Linked DNA regions of Sus scrofa: regions 1, 2 and 3 are each linked to region 4. A link is a contact called in public HiChIP or PLAC-seq and promoter capture Hi-C data. All regions are on one chromosome and are shown on one strand. Each heading gives the region's core, a stretch centred on a gene start, on an enhancer-like site or on the middle of the called end of the contact. The rest is flanking DNA. Distances are from core to core; before and after follow the strand shown.

Evidence for each region. Promoter capture Hi-C pulls out the DNA fragments that hold promoters and counts their contacts. HiChIP or PLAC-seq counts read pairs in DNA pulled down with a chosen protein or histone mark.
Region 1: a contact with region 4 is called in a promoter capture Hi-C map of fetal liver, with 2.4 times the contacts expected there. The contact joins the enhancer-like site here to the promoter of CUX1 in region 4. A contact is called at or near these places in 3 of 5 promoter capture datasets (fetal liver, fetal skeletal muscle and liver), 3 of 47 Hi-C or Micro-C datasets (embryonic fibroblasts, fetal liver and heart right ventricle) and 2 of 2 datasets of contacts at active chromatin or transcription factors (alveolar macrophages and skeletal muscle).
Region 2: a contact with region 4 is called in an H3K27ac HiChIP or PLAC-seq map of skeletal muscle. The contact joins the enhancer-like site here to the promoter of CUX1 in region 4. A contact is called at or near these places in 5 of 47 Hi-C or Micro-C datasets (embryonic fibroblasts, heart right ventricle, liver and 2 more) and 1 of 2 datasets of contacts at active chromatin or transcription factors (skeletal muscle).
Region 3: a promoter capture Hi-C map of liver shows a contact between it and region 4, with 2.0 times the contacts expected there. The contact joins the enhancer-like site here to the promoter of CUX1 in region 4. A contact is called at or near these places in 2 of 5 promoter capture datasets (fetal liver and liver), 11 of 47 Hi-C or Micro-C datasets (embryonic fibroblasts, fetal liver, fetal skeletal muscle and 6 more) and 2 of 2 datasets of contacts at active chromatin or transcription factors (alveolar macrophages and skeletal muscle).

What each region holds. Positions count from the first base shown.
Region 1 is chr3:9,459,800-9,463,248 of Sscrofa11.1, reverse strand. The region is part of intron 2 of CUX1 (protein CASP); the gene reads right to left. Among named protein-coding and RNA genes, the nearest start is that of CUX1, 140 kb to the right of the region's middle. Within about 2 kb of position 1,883, at least 17 of the 83 cell types and tissues checked have an H3K27ac peak or open chromatin away from gene starts, as enhancers often do. A contact at or near this core is called in fetal liver, fetal skeletal muscle and skeletal muscle, where this site is marked.
Region 2 is chr3:9,488,613-9,492,211 of Sscrofa11.1, reverse strand. The region is part of intron 3 of CUX1 (protein CASP); the gene reads right to left. Among named protein-coding and RNA genes, the nearest start is that of CUX1, 170 kb to the right of the region's middle. Within about 2 kb of position 2,206, at least 6 of the 83 cell types and tissues checked have an H3K27ac peak or open chromatin away from gene starts, as enhancers often do. A contact at or near this core is called in skeletal muscle, where this site is marked.
Region 3 is chr3:9,557,602-9,561,131 of Sscrofa11.1, reverse strand. All of the region lies in intron 8 of CUX1 (protein CASP), which reads right to left. It overlaps LOC110259890 (a long non-coding RNA gene), which reads left to right. Exons shown (of 2, transcript XR_002342308.1): 2 at 1-2,914. Among named protein-coding and RNA genes, the nearest start is that of SH2B2, 110 kb to the left of the region's middle. Within about 2 kb of position 1,416, at least 16 of the 83 cell types and tissues checked have an H3K27ac peak or open chromatin away from gene starts, as enhancers often do. A contact at or near this core is called in alveolar macrophages and liver, where this site is marked.
Region 4 is chr3:9,314,980-9,318,609 of Sscrofa11.1, reverse strand. It overlaps CUX1 (protein CASP), which reads right to left and starts at 1,465. Exons shown (of 23, transcript XM_021086269.1): 1 at 1,220-1,465. The coding sequence starts at 1,282.

The DNA of each region.
Region 1 (3,449 bases), core at 634-3,133, 140 kb before region 4:
AACTAACCACCCTATCACCACCTCTTGACTCCCAACTATCGGCGTCACCCTCGGAAAGCGTCCGACCTTTCCAGAAAGCCATTTCTTTCCGGTGGTCTTGGGGAAAGAGTTCAGTGGCTTCTGCCAGATAGAGGGTCATGAAATCAGAATGTACCCTCCTCCGAACGTCCCCCGCATGTCACACCCCACCTCCCAGCACTCTGAGGCCCCCCTTGGGATTCTTTTTGGTAACAGGAGCCTCTTTCCGAGCTCCCCACCCCACGCAGCAAGGACGCCGTGAGAACAGACGGCACCATGCATCTGGTGTAAACGGCTCCCCCACAGAGGGCTTCGTCCAGACGAAACATCCTTTGGAGGGTTACAGAAACAGAGTTCAGTAAGTGAAAATGTAGTTCATGCCTTGACCGACCATCATAAACACAGAGGGACTGACTGGCACCTTCTGGAACAGTCCTCGGGGTGGCAAAGCCACGGGGACCCACACACAAAACCGCCCAGTGCCACCAGAGCTTTGCCACAGCCTTTTCTGGACACTCTTTTCACGTAAATGTGCACACACATGAGGTGTGTGTACACACACACACACACGTCCACAAACTAACCAGCCCATCGCCACCTGTCCCCTTGCTGTTCCAGGCCACGCCCTCCGTGGGTGTGGCTTATAAATCACGGACGCCCAGTGCCCTATCACCTGAATACAGATTTGATCCAAGAAGTATGGTGCACGGTTCAGTCCCTCCGTGGAACTCCCTTTCTTATACAAACACGTCTGCAGAGTCATCCTTACAGAAAGAACTCAACTTGGCCTGGGCTGGAATCTTAGCTCTGCCCCTGAACAGCTGAGTGAATCAGGCTGCCTACTCAACCTGCGCTTCTCCAAACCTCAGGTTGCCCCCCGGTGAGGTGGGAGGGATGTCACCAGCCTCCTGAGAATAATGTCTGGCCTAGGAAACATTTTCTGAATGAAGGAACCCAGTAGGTTCATTCGGTAGGTACTGAATGTGGCCGTTCCCATGACAGCGGCAACGTCAATCACGACCTTGACCCCGGCTACATGCGTGATGTGCAGAGCCCCGTAACCTCTATGTCGGTTACCTACGAGGTCTGTGAAGTGCACTTTGCTCCAGGTGGTCCAACCTGATGGACAGCAAGATTGCCATTCCTTCCCGGGTACCCGCCTGGAGCCTGGCATTCACTGGGCATTCCCTCCATGCTGCTGACTGGGGGGCAGCCAGGCTGCTCTCTCGAACCCCTGTGCTCTCAAGCTCTGCCCTCCTCGGTGCCCCTGAGCTGCCAAATGCAGCTCCTGGCGTCTCATGCAGGGCGTGGCGGAGGGCTTTCCCAAACAGAAATTTCCACAGTGATCTGTGCCTCCGGGTGTGCGGCCAGGGAAGGCCGGTTTCCTCCAGTGCTGCCCTGAACGCGCCTGCCCTCCTCCCCCAGAGGACATGGACTTGACTCCCCATGTCCGTCCCGAGGGCTCCTGGCACCTCCGTATCCGGGCGTCCGGTGCTGGCGGCAGCGGAGGCCCTTCACTGCATTTTGTTTTTGTAAGAGGTGCACTGTTCTCCAAGTCGGGATCAGAGCAATCTTTCGTTTCCAAGCTCCCCGTGTGTGCTGGAGCCGCTCTCTTTATATGTTTTAACATGTACTGAAGAGAGATTAAGCTAAGTGAGGCATGCCATTCACCAAGGCTCACTGAAAGTATGCCTGCTAATCTTTTAAATGGCAAGAACGTTATGCAATACAAAAGGAATCTGAGTAATTCTAAAGCTTTTACCCAACTGAGAAAGTTTAAATTTACAGAAACACACAGTAGAGATAAAGTCCAAAAAGGCTGGCTGAACTGTGCCCCCCACTCGGGGGTGAGGAAGCAGAACGACCCGCGGCAAGAGAGAAGGGGCAGAGGGCAGAGGGCGGAGGCCTCGGCCCTGACTCACTGGAATCATTTCACTGATGGAGCAACGCTCGGCTCCCTGGTCTGTGCCGGCACAGCCTTTCTGCAGCAGGCACTTTAGGGTGATGGGTGACACCTGGCCGCAGCCCCCCAGGTGGCCTCAGGTACCACCGCTCACATGGCCAGCACGGTGGCAGGCACTGGCCGGGGTGAGCTCCCATCTGCATTGGAACAGCCCTTCAGGGCTGTGGGATCATCCTGGGGTGTAAATAGGAAATCTGGGGCCCGGAGCGGCTGTGCTTCCCCGAGGCCATTTGGCTGCAGGCAGACTCGGGGCCGGCTGGCGCCACAGCAGCTGCGCCGGGCTGTCTCCGAAGCTATATTTCACCCGAAGCCGCCACACGTGGCGGGCCCAGCCTGGGTGCTACCTCCCAGGCAGTCGCCGGATCTGCTGGAGCACGTGGGGCCAGGGGTTCCCCGCCTGTGGCCTCTCCCGCGACGTCTGGAACCCTGACCTCAGTCCCGGCCCGCGATGAGCTGCAGAGAGTGATCAAGAAGCGCAGTGTTTCTGACGGGCTGCGTGGGACCCGTGCCCACCGGGGGCAGACAGCCTGCAGCAGGCCTGCCTGGGCAGAGCTGGGGGGTCCCCGTAACTACACCTTGAAAAACGATTCTGTTCGCCTCAAATGTGCAGCTTGATCTTTGCTAAATGTGAAGTTCCTACTAAGTGCGTGTGTCTGTCACACTGGGGGTGGAGACACGGGCCGAGCTGGACGGGAGAATCGGGCGCAGCGGCCCTAAAAAAGGCCACCCCACCCTCGGGAAGCAGGTGCGTGTGCACGCAATGATGGGGGGCGCAGGGGGCAGTCGAGTACGGCCGAGGCCCGAGGGAGAGGCCTTGTCACTGGGTCAGGGAAGGATGCTGGGAGGAGGGACACGGAGCTAGGAGGAGGGACACGGAAGGAGGGGTGACGGGAGCGAGGCTTTGGAGAAAGAGGCCGACAAGCAAAGGTCTGCGTGAGGAAAAACGGACGGGGGCGAGCCGGGTGGGCACCCGGGCCAGGGAGCCACACGGGAACGCAGTGTGGCCTAAGGGGCCAGAAGCCACCGCCCGCGGCAAAGGACACAGGGCTCAGATCAGGGTCTGCTCCGGAAGGTCAGCCGGGGAGCGTTTACAGGACGAGCCCGAGGGGGACAGCCTGGCGATGAGGACAGCGATGCGGCAATAAATTCTAGGCAAAGGTGGTAAAACCAGAAGTGGGGTGGCAGGGACGGGGGGAGAGGACGAACGAGGGCGGTGGTGCGGGGACAGAGGTGGCAGGGATGAAGTCAGCGCGAAGGTTCCAGCAGGTGTGAGGGGCCCAGGAGGGAAGCAGGCCTGGAGCACAAAGACCCCGAGAAACCTGCCTCTGACAACCCTAGGGGCCAGCAGACGGCCCGGGAGAAAAGCTGGGTCTGGGAAAATGAGACTCTGGGAGCTGGGAGTGGGGTGGGGGTGAGGGCCTGAGGCCAGAGCCCTGAGCGGGTCCACGTGCCAGGAGAGGGGCAGAGG
Region 2 (3,599 bases), core at 957-3,456, 170 kb before region 4:
GCAGCTTTGGAGGAGAAAATGTGTTTTCAATTAGGAAGCTGGCCTGAATGGGGAACCACAGTCCTCCTGCTCCCCTAATTGAGCCATCATGGAGCAGGGCCTAGGGAAAGATGCTGGAGTCACCAGGCCATCGGGTTTGGGTGTAAGAGCATTGAAACACGCTGTCATTGTCACCACCACGACTGCCACCACTGTCGCCCCAACTACCAGATGCGTACAAAGGCCCTAGAGTCTGAAGACGGCCGTCTTGGCTAAGAAGGACATTCTCCTGCAAAGGGGTCAGGACAGCAGCCTTCCCGACCTCCAGCCAGAGCCTGCTGGGGTCCTCACGGTGCCCAGCGCCTTGCACTCACCTGCCAGGGACCCTGGGCCACAAGCTCACAGATGCCTCTGTTCCCCCAGGAGAAGAGGCTGATTTATTTTTCTATTCTTTCTTAAAATTAAAAAAAAATTAAGAAAAAATTTTTTGTTGTTTTTTAGAGCTGTACCTAGGGCATATGGAAGTTCCCAGGCTAGGGGTCAAAGTGGAGCTGCAGCTGTGGCCTATGCCACAGCCACAGCCACAGCCACACCAGATCTGAGCTGCATCTGTGACCTACGCCACAGCTTGTGGCAACGCCAGATCCTTATCCCATTGAGCAGGCCAAGGATCAAACCCGCGTCCTCATGGATACCAGTCGTGTTCATTACCGCTGAGTCACTTCAGAAACTCCCAGACTCCTTTCTCTTATGGGTCATTAGGAACCTGGTGCAGAGCCTTCAACACAGGACTCAGCGAGTCCTTGCTTTTTGGTTTTTTGAGCCTGGCATGCAACAGCCTGATGAGGGATCTCAATTCCCAGACCAGGGCTTGAACCTGGGCTGCTGTGGTGAAAGCGCCAAGTTGCAACCACAAGACCACCAGGAAACTTCCGGTGAGTCCTGGTCAACGGGGAGAAGGTGAGAGAGAGACCAGCTCGGCCTGGCAGAGGGAGACACACCGTCGAGGAGAAGATGCAGGCCCCTGACAGGAAAAAGTTAGCAACAGGCTGAGCCAGTCTGGCAGAGGAACGAAGGAGGCAGGCGTTGACTCGGGTCTTACAGGATGGAAATGATTTTTATAGGTGAGGAAGAGCAAGAGGTTATAACAACGGAGGCTGTGACTGTAGGAACACGGCAGAAGAGGAAACCACGAGGCCTGTTCGGGGACAGCAAATAGACCAGTGTGGCCGAAGCAGAAGCCAAGGACACAACGCCTGGAAATACGTGTTAAAGCTACATCACAGAGCCCCTCACACGCTGCTCTAAGGTGCCCAGAACTTGCCCTAGAGGAACTGTCCTTGGAGGGAACCTAGCCAGGAGGTGGTGCAAGCAGCCATGCGTGATAATCAGAGGGGGACCTTGTCGAATGACAGATGCTTCGGTGCTGCCCCCCAGACTGCTGAGTCCAAACTCTGGAGGGAGGCGCCCGGGGAGCTTGCAAACGTGGGTAATTCTCAGGCAGCCAGTGGGGCTAGCCGAGGGCCAGCTTCACGAGCATCGGTCTGGTCCTACCTTCTCGAAGACCGTCCTGCTGTGGAGCAGAACTTGCTAAGTACAGGCTGGATGGGGCATAAATAGGAGTGGGTGCGTGCACGCGCGTGTATGTGTGTGACACACAGTTCCTACCCTCTAGATTCCCGAAGCACATTAGTATAGCGCCAGTTCAACTATGTTCCAACAGCTAAAAAACAAAGGCAGGATGTCTTCAGGCTCAAAATCACAAGGCAGGTAAAAATGAAGCCTCAGCAGAGACGAGGAGGGGAGAGCTTTGTTTCTGGTGGGGGGTGTTGTGTGATGACTCGGACCCTGGGCATGTGGGCTGGGCCTCAGAACATGGGTAAGAGCTGACAATATCCCTAACAGGCGGTCCTCTGGCCTTTGTTTGAATACTCCCAGTCACGGGAAACTCACTACCTTGGATGGCAGCTCATTCCATTGCTGAGCAGCTCCAATTGCTGGAAAACGTCCCCTCTTCTGTTCTGCTGCTGACACCCCACATGTTAGGCCACGGAGTCACACTGGACGTCAGAGCTCCGGGGGTCCCTGCTGACTCTCTCGCTCACCCCTGCACTTTACAGCTGAGCAGAGTCAGACAGAAAGAGGGCAGGGAGCCGCCGAGGTCACAGGAGAGTGAGTGGCAGCACCTGGGCCGGCGCCCAGTGCCTCTGGCTCCCTGCGAAACGTTTCTGGGAGGAAGCACTCAGACACCCTGGCTTTATTTAGCCATGGCCTTTAGATCTGAACGCTTACATATGTTACCGCGCAGCAGACCGGGGCCATGGGGCACCCTCGAAACTCTCAGTCACTTTTAACTAGTTCGTGGCATATTTAGCCAACTTAATCCAGTCCATCTATTATTTGATTACAACGTCAGGCGGCCCTGCAAGTGTGTGCGCTGTCCTCTGCTTTGCTCCGCACTCCGACGTCTCCTGTGGGTGAGGGCCTTTCAAGGCAGCTTCCCACATGCTCCACGAGACCCCCCTGCCCCCCCTGCTCCCGGGTGGCCCCCGGTCATCCCCAGCACCCTCCTCCTCGGAGCCTTAGCACGTGCCCTGCTCTGCCCGACGCTCTCCCGGCTCCCTGCTTGGCTGGCCCCTCTCATCACTCAGGTCTCACGCCAAACGTCACCGCCATGACCAGTGTCTCTGGAGGAGCCACCCGTCCCTCCCGCTCTTCTCCATCCCCATCACTTTCCTCCCAGTGCTCGTCACCGCCCGACGTGGCTCCTGTGTCCCTCCTCTAGAATACACGCACCTGGCGCCTGTACCCGAGGCTGCATCCTGAGCTCCTATCTGGCCCAGAGCTGCACACAGTCGGCTCTAGAGGGGGGTTTACCGAATGAAATAGTGAAAGGATATCAGAGTAAAACCCAGCATCAGAGGCCAGAGCCTGTGGGGTTTCACACAGCCGGACCTGGGCTCTCAACATGACTGGTGTGTTATGTATACAGTGGGCCTTCAGGACAAAGGAAGTTCCAAGTGACGGGTCCCTCCTGCAGGCTGTGTCAGCAGGTGATACTGTGATGACGTCACAGCCCACAGTTAACACGCACCCCACTCCTCCAAGGGGTGCAGATCAGGTCTGCACATAACTGTGGATATTTACGAGCATGGAGACCAGGCATGAGGCTCCAGCGGTGATCCAGGAGGGGCTGGCCAGCAGAGGAGGGGCCTGCAGCTGGGCTTGCCAAGCAATGGACACTAAATGGACAGCCACTGACCTTGGCCAAGCTGGGGAGGTCGCCTGATATCCCCACTCCCCGAGCTCCAGCACCAGGGAGCATGGGCTGGGAAGCCAGACAGCCCAGTCCCGCCACCATCACCTGCATGACCAGGGGTGGGTTCCCTGCCCGCTCTGTGAAATGAGGATGCTGCCTCCACCCACCCAATGGGCACCTTCCGCATGCTCACTAGGGCCAGGTACCAGGGACACGGGGGCGGGGGCGGACGGAAAATCTAAAGAGGGTGGCGGATGTGTAACTGGAGCACAACGTGCTATGGGAGACATGGGAAGAGGGCCTCGGTTGGGACCGATGGTCTGAGGGAGCCCTGAAGGACCAGCAGGAGGGGGCCAGGCGG
Region 3 (3,530 bases), core at 167-2,666, 240 kb before region 4:
CTTGTCAACCCTCAAGGCAGCACGCATGACAACCGCCACGCCACGGCTCGCACAGAAAAGCGGTGACAAGGAGGCCCATGCATGGGAGGAGGCTGCAGGGGGCCCCTGGGCAAGAACACAGATTAGGAGCGGGCAGTCTAGCTCTGTCCGTCGGAGACTCAGTTCTCTGCTAATTTTTGTCATGTCAGTTAACCTCTCAGAATCTGTTTACTCACTCAGCAAAGAGGAGGGAAAAAAAGCGCCCGGAAAGAACGTGATTGAAAAATCATACATAAATATTCTTAGATACAGAAGAAGTGGCTTCTGGAGAGGACACCTGAGCCCCACCCTTCATCCCACCACCAAAGCGGCTCTCGGGAGTGTCTCTGCATGGGCCCTGGAGGGAACAGAGGCCGCCTCCCTCTGTTCACTGGGTGCCTGTCCCCCGGGAACTGGCGGAGGTTTCGGGATCTTGGGCAGAGGACACACACGGCCAGCAGGGCTGTGGACCCAGGCTGCTGCATCCGTACTTTCCGATCGCTGAGAAACGTCTTGGGAGGGCTGCCGTGTATAAACATTTGTCAGGCTCCCCTTCACGTCCTTAGGGTGAAACGTGTCAGGAGGCCTTTCCGGCGGCTGGAGCGCTGCTTGTCCACGTACAGCTTTCACTCTTTCAGAACCGCCTCTCAGATGGTTCCTTCTCCCTGTTGACTTAACCTGGAAACGCCCTGCCTACAGCCGGCAGGTGCGTCCGCTTCCGGGCCTGCACCTGCTGTCCTCACCGCTCCCGCAGGCACCAGCGGGAACCGCAGGCGGCGGGAGAAGGCCGCCCTGCTCGGATTCCCGGGCGGGCGAGGAGGGGGGCCCTGAGGCCAGGGGGAGTCGGGGCCACAGGGAGCATCCGACTAGGGTAAGTAAGAATCCTGCTCTGATTCCCGAACGTGAGGAATTCTAATTACCCGCTTCCTGCCCTGAGTACTACTTGGTAGGAACTGTTTAGAAAAGGTTTGGTGGCAGAGAAGCTAGAAACGAAGGATAAAAAAAGCCCTCCAGTTGCGTTCCAGTTATTACTCGCAGCTCCCTTCCCCTCCCTCCGCCAGGCCCAAGGCCCAGACAACTTCCTGGGCCCAAGAAGAGGCTCGGGGCTGTTCTCCTCTGATCACACCCACACCCTGGGGCCTCCCTGGCTACACAGCTCCTGCTGGTCCTACAAGCTGCTGCCAGAACTCCCCCCCACCGCCCCTGCACCTGGTCCTTCCGCAGTCACTGCAATGCTTGGCTCACCTGTGGCTTCAGGGGCCCTCCCAGCATCTGTCCACAGCCCCCACCTTGCAACTGCCCTGCACTTCAGGCAGCTGGGGCTTGTTTCCTTTACCCGCAGGGCTGGGAAGTGAAACTAGAGACCCAGGCTGCCAAAGGCGGCAGCGCATTCCGAGGAAAGCCAGCATCCTTCCTCTTCCTCTCACTGGCACCGAGAGTCTGCATTTCGGCAGCCTAAGTGCCTTTTTTAGGGCAACGTGCAAATGAATAATTCAGTGGTTCCTCCTCTACTGGTGAAGTGTTAGACAAACAATTCAGACGGGGCCAGACTTGCTGGCCCCACGAAGACGGTCCCTTCCCTTCGTCCTGACATCATCGGATTTGGCCATGAATCTTTAAGAACACCCTCCATCCTGTCTGATCACTAAAATACCACAAAGGAAGTTCACAATACTTAGAGGTAGGGAAAAAATAGAAAGGTTAATTGCCACAGAAAGTTTTCCCTCGTTGCCAAGCAAACAGTCCATCGGGGCGTCACCGTTAATAAGGAACTCTGAAAATCCTAGGCAGGGAATGCCGCCGTCACATCAGGTTACTGAGCCGCTCACTGAGCTTTTAAATCCCAATCCAAGCCTTACGAAAGTACCTTCCCCACGAGGCTCTGCTCGAACTCCCAGGTTTCACTCTAAGAGGCTCATTGATTCTGTGTCTTGTAGTAAAACCGCCTGGAATACTTTGGGGAGGGAGGTGTGATGCAAATTTGAAGTTAAACAAACCGCCTTCCTGGTTTCATTAGAGACTTCATTTTGGAAGGGATTCTTAGTGGACCAGCCAAACCTTCTTCATACGTTCATGGTTGGTTGGGAAACTTCAGCTGATGGAACCCCGGGGGCCCTCTGTCAGGAAGACACATTCGGCAAATAACTGCCTTACAGCTCGGCTACGCTTGTGACCCCTGATGGACAGCGTGGCTGTGATTCTGGACGGGAAATTGGATCCAGTCACTTTCCTAATGACGGGGTAAGGGGTTTAACCCTTACGGGAGGGCCCGGGAGATGCAGGCAGTAAATTTCTGAGTTTAGGAAAAATTAAACAATTTGACGATAAGGACAGATTTGTCTTTGTTTGTACCTTGGGATCTATCCAGTAAGCCTCGAGTGTGTGAAAAATATTTACCGTATGTATGCCAGGGAATAAAGGTTTCTTCTCACTCACTGATAATCTTGCTAAATGGCAGCTGCTTTGTGAAGGAAGGCAGAGGTGGTCCTTGGAAAACCCAAATAACGTTAAGGGGTTCACCAGGAGGAACGTACAGGTTAGCGTATTTCAGAAAGGATGGGTTTCGCGGCAGAGGTGGATGTCGGGAGGCATAACTGTGTCACATGTCGCTGCTGTGCTTGACATGCAACAGAACAGCGGCAGAGCAGGGTGAGAGAATCGAAAATAAGCACATGGCTCTTCAAAGTTTCAGGAGGGCTCCATGGTTTTGCACCTGACACTGAATTTCAGAAGTAAGACGGGACCTGGAGCAGGGCTGGCCTGGAAGGCTAAGGACATTCAGAGAGTCAGTTAAGCTTTGTGGTTCATCTTCCTTAAATAGATTAGAAAGCTTATGACAGGGATATTCTAAATTATAAAAAAAAAAAAAAAAAGAGTATCAACCGTAAAGAAAAATGTGAGTTAAGAGTTACATTGGTAAATGTAACTAGGCCAAATTCACCTATAAAAAGAAAACACCTATTTGAAAAAAAAACCCCAAACCCAAAAAAACCAAACCTAACAAAATGTAGCAGAAACACACCTTCACGTAAAAAGGCAAAGACGGACTAGATTTTCCTTTAAAGGCTACGGTAAGGTTTTGAAGCCACACTGGCCAATATTATATGTAGCAAAATAACATTACAGAGAAAGAAGTCGTACTGAGAGGCACAGTAAATCATAAAACAACAAGCTTCGACTTGTCTTAAATCACGAGGCCAGAAAAATCTATAAAATGCGTAGTATAAAAATGGAAAGAAAAGCAATACACAGAAGTGATATCCTGCTCAGAAACACACGACACTGCTTGGTGAATACGACACAGGTTAGGGTTCCAGTGACACAGAGCCTGAAACCCAGGTCACAGCTGAACTTAAATGGGGGAAGTACACGAGCGCTGGGCCTCAGAGGGACCCTCGCACCAAGAGTCCCCACTGCTCGCCACAGGGACATAAGAGAGAGGTGCCTTTTAAGAACAGCAATGAAAGACGAAGCTCAGATGGCCCAGCCGTCACAAAACAAGCCCAAATTCC
Region 4 (3,630 bases), core at 216-2,715:
CCCGGAGGAGACGATCGGAGAGACGGGGGTGGGTCACTGGGGGCCGCGGGAGCCCCCGGGCGCGAGGCGAGGACCACCCGGAGAGGCGGCGGGGAGCAAGCGCCCCCGGCCCAGATAGACTGCGCGCCGGGGCGCAGAGCCGGGCCTCCACTCGGGGAAAGTTGTAGCCCTCCTCTGGCACACGCACCCCCGCCCGCGGGGCGCCCCGACCCCCAGGATCCACGCGCGGGGCGCCGGCCGCCCCCCGCAAGTTTCCCCAAAGCACCCCTACCCGGGCACCCGGCCCCGGAGGGCCGGTCCGCGCCGCTCCTGCAGGCACACAAAAGATAGGGGCTGCTGCGGGGTCTGCGGGTGGCCCCGGGGCGCCCGCCCGGACGTAAACAAACCCCGGGCTCCGCGCTGGGAGCCCCACGCCGCACGCGGGAGCGGCGGCGCAGTCCCGGCCGGCTGACAGCCGGGGGCGGCGGCCCGGGCCCGGGCCGGCCGGGGCCGGGGAGCGCGGACGCCCGCCCGCCCGGCCACCCGCCCGCCTGGCCGGAGCCGGGCCGCGCCGCCGCCGCCGCCGCCGCCGGTGGCCGCTCTGACCCTCCCCCGAGCCGGCGGCACCACAGCGCCACCAGCCCCAGCTCCGCCGCGCCGGCGGCAGTGGCGGCGGCGGCTCCTCCTGGAGAGGCAGGCGCTTCACCCCCACAGCAACTCCCCACAAACTTTCCCGGGGAATACGGCGGGCCGGGGGCGCGGGGCGCGCGGCCGGGCGCCGCCGCCGGGCCGCAGCCCCCTCCCGGCGCAGCGCCCGCCGCCGCCGCCGCCCGCCGCAGCCCGCTCCCCGCTCGCGCGCGCACCCCGCGGGCCGCCGGGGCCGCCCCCTCCCCGGTCCCGCGGCGGCGGCGGCGGCGGTGGCGGCGGCGGCGCAGGGCCGGGGGGGCGCCCGGGGTGGGGGCCGACACCGGGGGCAGCGGTGGCGGCGGCGGCTCCCGGCGCCATCTTGGGCTGATCGATGAATTGAACAAAGAGGATCAATTTCCGATCAAGCGAGTTATCAATGGGGGCCGGGGAGCGAGAGGGACTTGTCCCCGACTCGGCCCCGCTTTCCCCGGCACCCCCCTCCTCCCCGCCGCCGCGGCCCCCCGGCGGCCGGGCAGCCCGGGGCCCCGGGGGAGGCCGCGACCGCCCGCAGCCCCCACCCCCGGGCGAGAGGCCGAGCGAGGAGAAGCCTGACCTGCAGCTGCTGTAAATCAAAGCGCTTCCAATATTGAAACATCGATCCCACATTGGCCGCCATCTTGAGACATATTGAGACGGAGTGAGAGGCTGATAGAGAGGGGGCTGGAGTTCAGGAGCCGCCAGGAGGCAGCAGGCGGGCGGCGCCAAAACCCGGCCTGGAGCCGGCCGCCGCCGCCGCCACGGAGGACGCGGACTCCTCCTCACGGCGCCGCCGCAGCCATGGCGAGCCCGAGCCGGAGCCGGAGTCGGAGCCCGAGGGCGCGGCGGCCGCCGCCGGGCCTCCCGCGCGCGGCCCCTGCCCGCTCCCGCCGGCGCCCGCCGCCAGGCCCGCGACCCCCGCCCCTCCGAGCCCCCCGGCCCGCGCGGGCGGCGGCTGCCGGCCCGGCCCCGAGGGGGCGCTGGAGGGCGGCGGGAGGGGCGCCCCGGGCCCCCGCGGGAGGCCCCGGGCCCGGCTCACCTGGGGCGGTTTTCGGGCGCCCGGGGGTCGCGGTCGCCGGCGGCCCTCGGCTGGGAGCGGGCGGCCGTTGGCTGCGGGCGCCGGCGCCGCGCCGCTTTCGCCCGCTCTTCCGCGGGGCACGGAGCGCGCGGAGCCGCCGCGACCACCTGCCCGAGCCCAGACCCCGCACAGACCCGGCCCACCGCTGCGGCGCGGGTGCGAGGCGCGCTGGCCGGCCGCTGCCGCCCACCCTCTCCCCGAGCCCCAGCCGGACTCAGAGACCGAGCCAGCCTGGAACGGCCTTTCATGTTGGGGGCACTGGAGCCGGGGGAACGCAGCCCTGACCCCCGTGTCGCTGCACACGTTAATTTTCCGCACAGTGGCCGCGCGGTCCCCGCGCCGCGCCGCACCGCACCCCCGGCGGCCAGGGGGTCTGAATGGCCCCTATCTGCTCGATTTGCGCCAGCTTAGGACAGGACAGGAAAAGTCCTGGAGCCCAGTTCTGTATCCCCCCCGCACCGCTTCAGCGGAACAGCCCTAGAAACTTCCTGTAGTTCACACACAGCGATTTGGGTGCCCAACTTGGAAAGTGTGGGTACGCTTATAACAAAAAGCACGGTCCCTAGTTTGCAGAAATACTAAAATACAAACCCCAAAGTCAATTCTCTTTTGAGATCTTTCTTCGCAGAAACCTGGCAAAAAGCACACACTTTATGATCTCATTTTTAATTGATTATACACACGTGTGAGTTTGAGTTTGCAGTAGGAATAGCGTACTTTTATCCTCCCGAACTTCATTTACCGTGTAATTAGTTAAAACAAATCCCCAAATTCCTTAATCTTAAAAATTATATGTCAATAAAAGCTGTATGGAATACAAAATAAAACATGTTCGTGGGGGTATACAATTGCTTTTCAACTGAGTTGGAGGATTTAACGCCGATCGTTGTAAATTCAGCATTTCTGACTGAAGGGACTAGAAATGAAAGTCCCGAAGAATTGGAGAACACATGTGCCCCTAGGTCTCACACTGGCGACCAGGCGCTTCGGTTTCGACAACGCTCGCCTCCCTAGGTCCGAAGGGGTGGGGGTGTTCCCTGGGCGTCCCGGCGGCAGCCGGGACCCGCAGCAGGGGCAGGAAGCAGGTGGGTGGGAGCGCGCGGGCGCCGGGAGCCTTGGTCCCAGAAGCAGTGACACGGCGCCAGGAAGGGCACTCCCGACCCAGGGACGCTGAAGGCGGCCTCGGTGTGGGGCGCCCGAGCCCGCGCGCGCCGTCGGCCGGCGGCCGCGCTGCAGCTCGGACCGCTGCGCCCGGTAGAGGGCAGCGGAGCCCCGACACTCGCGTCCTCGGGCCCCTGCGCACGTGCCCACCCGCGCGCCCCGCGCCTGGCCACGCCCCGTCCCAGAGCCTGGCCCCTGGCGGGAAACGGCATTGCCACCCGTGGCGATTCCTGTCCCGACGAAATGCCACATCTAAAGGTTCCTCCCCTATCCCGCAGTTGAGGGTACGTCTGCCCTCCTCTCCTATTTGTGAGGTGGCAAGGCACGCGAGACCTCAGAATTGCCCTAAAGGGGACTAGGCAAATAAAATGTGCAGGGGCTTAAAAAAAAAAAAAAAAATCCCTCCCGTGGGGGAGGCTCAAGGAAGGATCAGGGAAATGGTTTGGATTTGGTGCAGATGTTCTCAATCTAATTATCGTGTGGATCCCCTGGGTTTGAACCAAAAAAGTGAAATATATATGACCTGTGTAATACTCCAGAAATACATCTGGTTGGAATTCAGGGTTCTGAATCCACGGCAATATTTCAGAAAGAAAAGTGGATGAGTATCAAATGCCCTTGTTACATTTCTGGTTATATTTACATTATTTACCTGCTAACTGGACTTAGTAGAAAAACACTGCATTGAATGGTCCAGAGCTTAAGCTCTAGTTAAATAAAATTTAGATTTCTTCTACCAAAGTTTTGAG